Regions from separate parts of the Mus musculus genome. Here region 2 is linked to region 1. A link is a contact called in public Micro-C data. All regions are on one chromosome and are shown on one strand. Each heading gives the region's core, a stretch centred on a gene start, on an enhancer-like site or on the middle of the called end of the contact. The rest is flanking DNA. Distances are from core to core; before and after follow the strand shown.

Evidence for each region. A called contact is a pair of places that touch in the nucleus more often than the background predicts.
Region 2: a contact with region 1 is called in a Micro-C map of embryonic stem cells, with 2.9 times the contacts expected there. The contact joins two enhancer-like sites. A contact is called at or near these places in 2 of 484 Hi-C or Micro-C datasets (both in embryonic stem cells), 1 of 115 datasets of contacts at active chromatin or transcription factors (embryonic stem cells) and 3 of 9 other capture datasets (adipose tissue, embryonic stem cells and pancreatic islet).

The regions. Positions count from the first base shown.
Region 1 is chr16:93,814,958-93,818,197 of GRCm38.p6, reverse strand. All of the region lies in intron 1 of Gm30881 (a long non-coding RNA gene), which reads left to right. Among named protein-coding and RNA genes, the nearest start is that of Morc3, 16 kb to the left of the region's middle. Within about 2 kb of position 1,652, at least 237 of the 459 cell types and tissues checked have an H3K27ac peak or open chromatin away from gene starts, as enhancers often do. A contact at or near this core is called in embryonic stem cells, where this site is marked.
Region 2 is chr16:93,999,690-94,002,912 of GRCm38.p6, reverse strand. It overlaps a transcript of Cldn14 not described here. Among named protein-coding and RNA genes, the nearest start is that of 2410003I16Rik, 9.4 kb to the left of the region's middle. Within about 2 kb of position 1,357, at least 13 of the 459 cell types and tissues checked have an H3K27ac peak or open chromatin away from gene starts, as enhancers often do. A contact at or near this core is called in embryonic stem cells, where this site is marked.

The DNA of each region.
Region 1 (3,240 bases), core at 403-2,902:
CTCCTTTTTATTTTTTTAAGATGTATTTATTTTATTTGTATGAGTACACTGTAGCTGTCTTCAGAAACACTAGAAGAGGGCATTGGGTCCTATTACAGATTTTTTTTGTTTTTTTGTTTTTTTGTTTTTTTTTTTTTCCCTCACTGTAGAGAAGAACGTTAGGACAAGCAATATGAAGCAGAGTTGCAGTTTATGACACAGATTAAGCACGGGGGTTAATACAAAGAGAGGCACTCTGGGAAAGTCTAATACAACTGTGGTGGATGGGCTTCTCAAGGGAGAGTCGCATCTGTGGACCCTGTGGCTCTCTCAGTTACATTGTCCCCCCCACCCTTGTCGTCCCCCGTCATCGTGCCCCCCCCGCCCCCCCCCCCCTGCCAAGACAGGGTTTCTCTGTATAGCCCTGGCTGTCCTGGAACTCACTTTGTAGACCAGGCTGGCCTCGAACTCAGAAATCCACCTGCCTCTGCCTCTGCCTCCCAAGTGCTGGAATTAAAAGCATGTGCCACCACGCCCCGGCCAGTTACATTGTTTAAAGAGCATAATTTACTACCCATCTGAAAAAGGTTAAACAAAGCTTAAACCTTAAGAAAAAGCTTTGTGCTTGTTGACTTGATTTCCTTCTGACTTTCCTTTTGTGAACGGAACTGTTCCCATGGCTCCTGGAAGTGTGTAGCTAGGTTTTAGACACAGTATCAACAGGTTGAAACTCAGGGTTACAAATCTTCTGACCCCAAGTGAGCACAGTATGGATGTAAGAAGAAACGAGAATGGAAAGAATGTGATTGCTCCTATGTATGGTAGAGGAGGAGGTTTATCATCATCATCATCATCCATTATTATTATCACTGAGGTAGGGTTTCTCTGTGTAGCCCTGGCTGTCTTAGAACTCACTCTGTAGACCAGGCTGTTCTCAAACTTTCAGAGATCTGCTTGTCTCTGCCTTCCGAGGGCTGGGATTAAAAGTCTGCTCCACAACGCCCGGCAGGAGAAGGTTTATTACAGATAAAAGGGACGGCATAATCAGAGGCAGGGACTTCCGGAAGAGCCTAGAGTGGACACCTGATTCTGAGCCATGTGAGAGGAGGGAGGACTCAGGAAGGGAGAGGAGAGAGAAGGGAGCCGGCTGTAATATCCAGGATGTCCAAAAGAGGAGCAGTAACCAAGATGGTTGGATTCTCTAGGGATGAGCAGCAGCCCAGTCAGCTGGACTAGAGAAGTTTAGGGGAGGGGGGAGGGCATGCAGACCAAAGGATTCTGGGAGAACCTGGGAGCCAAGTTCACTTTGATATGTTAAGAAGGCATCTCAAGCGTTTGTTTTTGCTATGTGTGAGCTGTCTTTAGGAACATATATTATCTCTGCAGATATGTGGCTTTTTACCAGTGGCATTGAGTGGTATTCCTTGACACTCATCAAGGAAGGCAACTGGCTCCCAGGTTCAGTGGATTGGCCCCATTCTACTTCATTTCCTTCTGTGCCTTCCTCCTCCTCTATGCTGTGGCCCCAGCTTTGGCGGGTTTCCAGGAAGTCAGAGATGGGTGGTGTGGCCCAAGAAACCAGAACAAACCAGCTTTCGCTGTAGCTGTAGCGGATGCCTCTTTCCTGTTCCGCTTTCTCGGAGCTGAGGTTGAGAGTGCAGAGTTCTAAAGTCTGAGAGAGTTTGGTTTCAGTTCCTGGCTCTGCTCTGAGCCTTGGCTCTGCTGCCTTAGAAATGCTAACAGGACAGTAAGAATCGAAACCTTGCAAGTGAGGCGGGCCCGGTAGGAGGGATCTCTTCATGCCTGCACACACAGCCTTCACTCACACCAACACCCTTGAAGGTCTTTGTCTCCTAAACGCTGGCCTGTTAGAAGAATACCAAGAGTGTTGCTATTTGTGCCTGTTACCCTCGGCCAGCACCGCCCCTGCCAAAACACTGCTTGTCTCAGTGTAGTGGTTCTTTGGGTCAATTTCACCACTTCTGGGAGGAATTGAACTGGCTTCAATGTGGGTATTGAAACTCGTTCATTAGGAAGAAAGAAAATATCAACCCGAGGCACCGAGAGCCTGGAGATGTGGCTGGGTTGGCAGAGGGCTGGCTTAGCCCTGGGTTTGAGCTCCTTCCTATACAGAGTGGTCATGAGAATCATCGCACACAGCTGTGATCATCACATGTAAAAGGTGGAGGCAGGAAGATAGATGACTCCGTACCAAAAACAAAACAAAACAGACAAAACAAAACCTAGAAGCTGAGGTATGGACGTCTGCCAGGACAGAGCATGCTGTGAAAGCCAATCAAGCTCAGTTAGCCCGAGCCCTCACGCCACCCTTCAGGCCTTTGCCGCAGGGAACATCTGCATGCACATCTTCTTTGTGATGCCTTTTAAAAAAATTTCCCCTTGGATAAGTTTATGTAGGAGGAACCGGTAATAAATATAGATTAAGTAGTATGTGTTTGCAGAAATCGGTAAAGCTCTTTTAGATACCTGTTAGGTCACAGGTCCTCCATTTGTTTAGAAATCAGCTCAAACTAGACTATAGGGTTTGTGGTGGTTAGAAAAAAGCCAGCCAGCATTTCTCTGGAACTTGTGAAATGGGCTTTCCATCCCCCCCCCCCCCCGCCCCCAAGAGGCCCTCCCCAAGCTGTGCACTCCCTTGTCTTTACAGCCCTATGCTTGGTCCTCCCTGAGGTCTTACAGCCCCCTCCCCACTCCCCGCCCCTCACACCTTTCTCTCCTCTAGACACTTCCAAATGCCTCTGGATTGTCCCCCCCCCCCCCAAAAAAAAACCCACAAAACAAAACACACCTTTCCCCTAATGGAGCAGTCATGTTGGCAGTTTCTTTACTGCACCCCATTGCATAGCATATGATATCAAGAAGAGAAAAGGTGCTTGTCTTACTTAGGATTTCTATTGTTAGGATGAAATGTCATGACCAAAAAGCAAGTTGAGAAAGAAAGTGTTTATCTGGCTCACGATTCCATATCACTGCTCATCATCAAAGCAAGTCAAGGACCAGAATTCAAACTGGGCAGGAGCTGACTGCCTGGGGCGGAGGCTGACGAGGGCTGGGGGCTGACGGGGACCGGGCTGACGGAGTCAGAGGACACGGAGGGTGCTGCTCACTGGCTTGCTCCTCATGGATTGCTCGGCTCTGCTTTTTTGCTGGGCCCTCCTCCATCAATTGCTAATTGAGAAAATACCCTACAGCTAGATTTTTTTTTTTTTTGGAATTATTTATTTTATATATGTGAGTGCA
Region 2 (3,223 bases), core at 108-2,607, 190 kb before region 1:
CCCATCCAAGGATTGAATTGTGCAGTTAGGATCCGCCTTAGACCTATTTTATAGCAATGAAACTAGGGCTTAAATTAATAATTTGCCAAGCCACCTTTACTTAGTAGTAAAGTCAAAACTTAAGTCAGAATTCCAGATAACAGAGCCCACAACTTTTTTAAAAAGATTTATTATTTATTTATTTATTTGAGTATGTACATACTGTTGCTGTCTTCAGACACTCCAGAAGAGGGTGTTGGATCCCATTACAGATGGTCGTAAACACCATGTGGTCGCTGGGATTTGAACTCAGGACCTCTGGAAGATCAGTCAGTGCTCTTAACTGTTCAGCCATCTCTCCAGCCAAGAGCCCACAATTTTGATCACAGTTTTTCAAAACACTTGTTTTTGTTTTTTGTTTTTTTTTTGTTTGTTTGTTTTTTGTTTTGTCTTACTTTGTTTTGTTTTAAATGAATCTAGAGCTGGAGAGATGGCTAAGTGATTAAAAGCACTGACTGTTTTTCCAGAGGACCTGAGTTCAATTCCCAGCATCCACATGGTGGTTCACAACCATCTGTAACCCCAATTCCAGGGGATCCAAAATGCCCTCTTCTGGCCTTCATGGACAAGAGGCACACAAGTGGTATATAGACATACATTCAGTCAAAACACTCGCACACGTTAAATAAGATATAAAAAACAAGCAAGCAAGCAAGCAACAACAACAAAAAAATCTAATTTCCTATACTCTCTGGGCGGGGGTGGGGGTGGGGGTGGGGTCCGGCCCGGAATGCAGCCAGGCTTCAGCATTCTTAGCCTGATAAGAAAGAACACTGGTATCCATTTATTACCATGTAGCAGGCTGGCTGTGGTGATGAATCTCTTGGCTCATGTGGCTGAGTATGATGGATGCTAAGAAAATCAAATCCCCCTCTTCGGTCTCTGCTTCCCCAAGAGCTCTCATCCGCTGTGGAGCTTGATGGTTAGAGAAAGAGTATTCTACACGGTGGGTTACCCACGGTGAGGTGCACAGGGGCCACGCTCCCCTGAATCACGTGTCTGTGTTCTGGCACTCAAGAAGTGGAGTCCACAGGTTTAAGGCCAGCCTGAGTTACATAAGAAGTTCAAGGACAATCTGGACGACATAGTGAGACTCTTTCAAAACAAACAAAACAGAGGGAGGAGAAAGAAGAGAAGAAAGAGGAGGAGACAGAGGGACCTAATACACTCTGAGGTGCTCCCATTTGTTGGAGGAATACATGCGGTTCCCATGGCCACAACCCACAGGGGCCCCTGCACAGATCCTGGCTACACCAAGCCTGTGTTTACAGAGGCCCAAACCAAGCCAACCAAACTCTAGCAGCAAAGGTCTCAAATAACAAGCCCAGAGTATATCAGAACCAGAATGACAAAAGACTTCCCTGTCTGCACCAGTTAGAGCCAGTATAAGGCCTACGGTGCTCTGGAGGCAGCCGAAGCTAGCTGATCTCATTTTAGGGAGAGCGTGAGCCAGGCTAGGATGCTGCCTCCAGACGTCGGCTTTTCCCAGGGAAACCCATCACTGTGTCTTTTATCATTTCGATTCCCGATATATTGACCTTTATCCCTCATACCTTAGACACGTAGGGGTGAGGAACGTTCTTTATAATCCCTGGTGACAGTCCAAGAAAATGTCACTCCCAGTCCGCTTGCTCTCCTGGAATCTGGCAGGGCCTGTCTCCATCAATCAGGGCACCTGGAGGTAACGGTATGGTCTTCAGTTCCAAAGGGCATCGCCTTCCAAGAACCTCCATCTCTTCTGTCTGGGGGTGGGTCTGAAGTTCACTCCCTCACAGATGAAGTTCACTCCCTCTTCAGCCTCCTGGAAGCCTTCCAACCAGGTCTGATCCTGCATCCTGGGGTGTCACCCTGGATGAGAGTCAGAAGGAAGCCTACATGCCCCATAAACACCTTTGACCATGTTTTGGGCAAAAAGAACAGAACTGAAACGACCGACAGGGACCTTAGTGCTGTCACACGGGCTCAGTGTTGTAAGACATACGGGTGGTACGTGGGTTGTATGTTAATACATGCTAACCATAGCACCCTCCTCCTAAACACATGTGACAGCTGCTTCTATAACACATTGCAGGCAGAGGGGGAGGAGCCTGGTCTATACAGTTCTCTGCTCAATGAATGCCCTCTCCCCGATCTGAATCATTTCTAAACTGTGCAGCTAATATTGCTGCTTTAAAAAAAAAAAAAAAACCAAAAACTTAAAGAATGTGTGGCTTTCTACATAGAACCATTGGGATATGGGAGAGAAGGAAACAAAAGGCAGATCTCTCCCTTAGACACTTTCGCCTTATTTTCTATGTATTTATTTATTTGCTTCCAGCCTTCCCATTTTATTTTATATTGCAGGAAATAACAAAATACGAACATCCATGTACCAGATTTGCAGATTTAACAGATGCACCTATGTGTTTTTGTTACTGTAGAGCTGGAGAAGTGGCTCAGTCAGTAAAGTGCTTGCCCTGAAAATACTAGGACCTGTGGTTACTTCTCCAGTTCCCTGTAAAACCCAGATATAGCGGCCCCAGCCTGTAATCCCAATGCTGGAGAGACAAAGGAGTCCCTGGGGCTCGCTGGTCAGCCAGTCTAAGGCAGAGAGACCCCTGTCTTACTGGGAGACACTGTCTCAAAAACTCAGGTAGGAAATGATGGAGAGGACACCTAATGTTGACCTCTGGCTTCCACATCCATGTATGTGTGTGGGTGCACATGCATTTGAACATAGAAAGTATGGGGAGATGGCTCATCAGTTAAGAGCACCGACTGCTCTTCTGAAGGTCCTGAGTTCAAATGCCAGCAACCACATGGTGGCTCACAACCATCTGTAGTAGGATCTGATGCCCTTTTCTGGTGTGTCTGAAAACAGCTTCAGTGTACTTATTTATAATAATAAATCAATCTTTGGGCCAGAGTGAGTGGGGCCTACCGGAGCAAGCAGAGGTCCTAAATTCAATTCCCAGCAACCACATGATGGCTCACAACCATCTGTACAGCTACAGTATACTCATATACATAAAATAAATAAATAGATCTCTTTTTTAAAAGGTATTATAGACAGTACCAAGGTCACTTGGGGCCACCATCACCATATACCTCAGAAAGCATCGAAAAACTTCAAGAGAGCTTGTTCCTTTCAGACATGCGTCACATTTGCGTCTTCTCCAGTGATCGTGGTCCAGTTTCTTCCTGT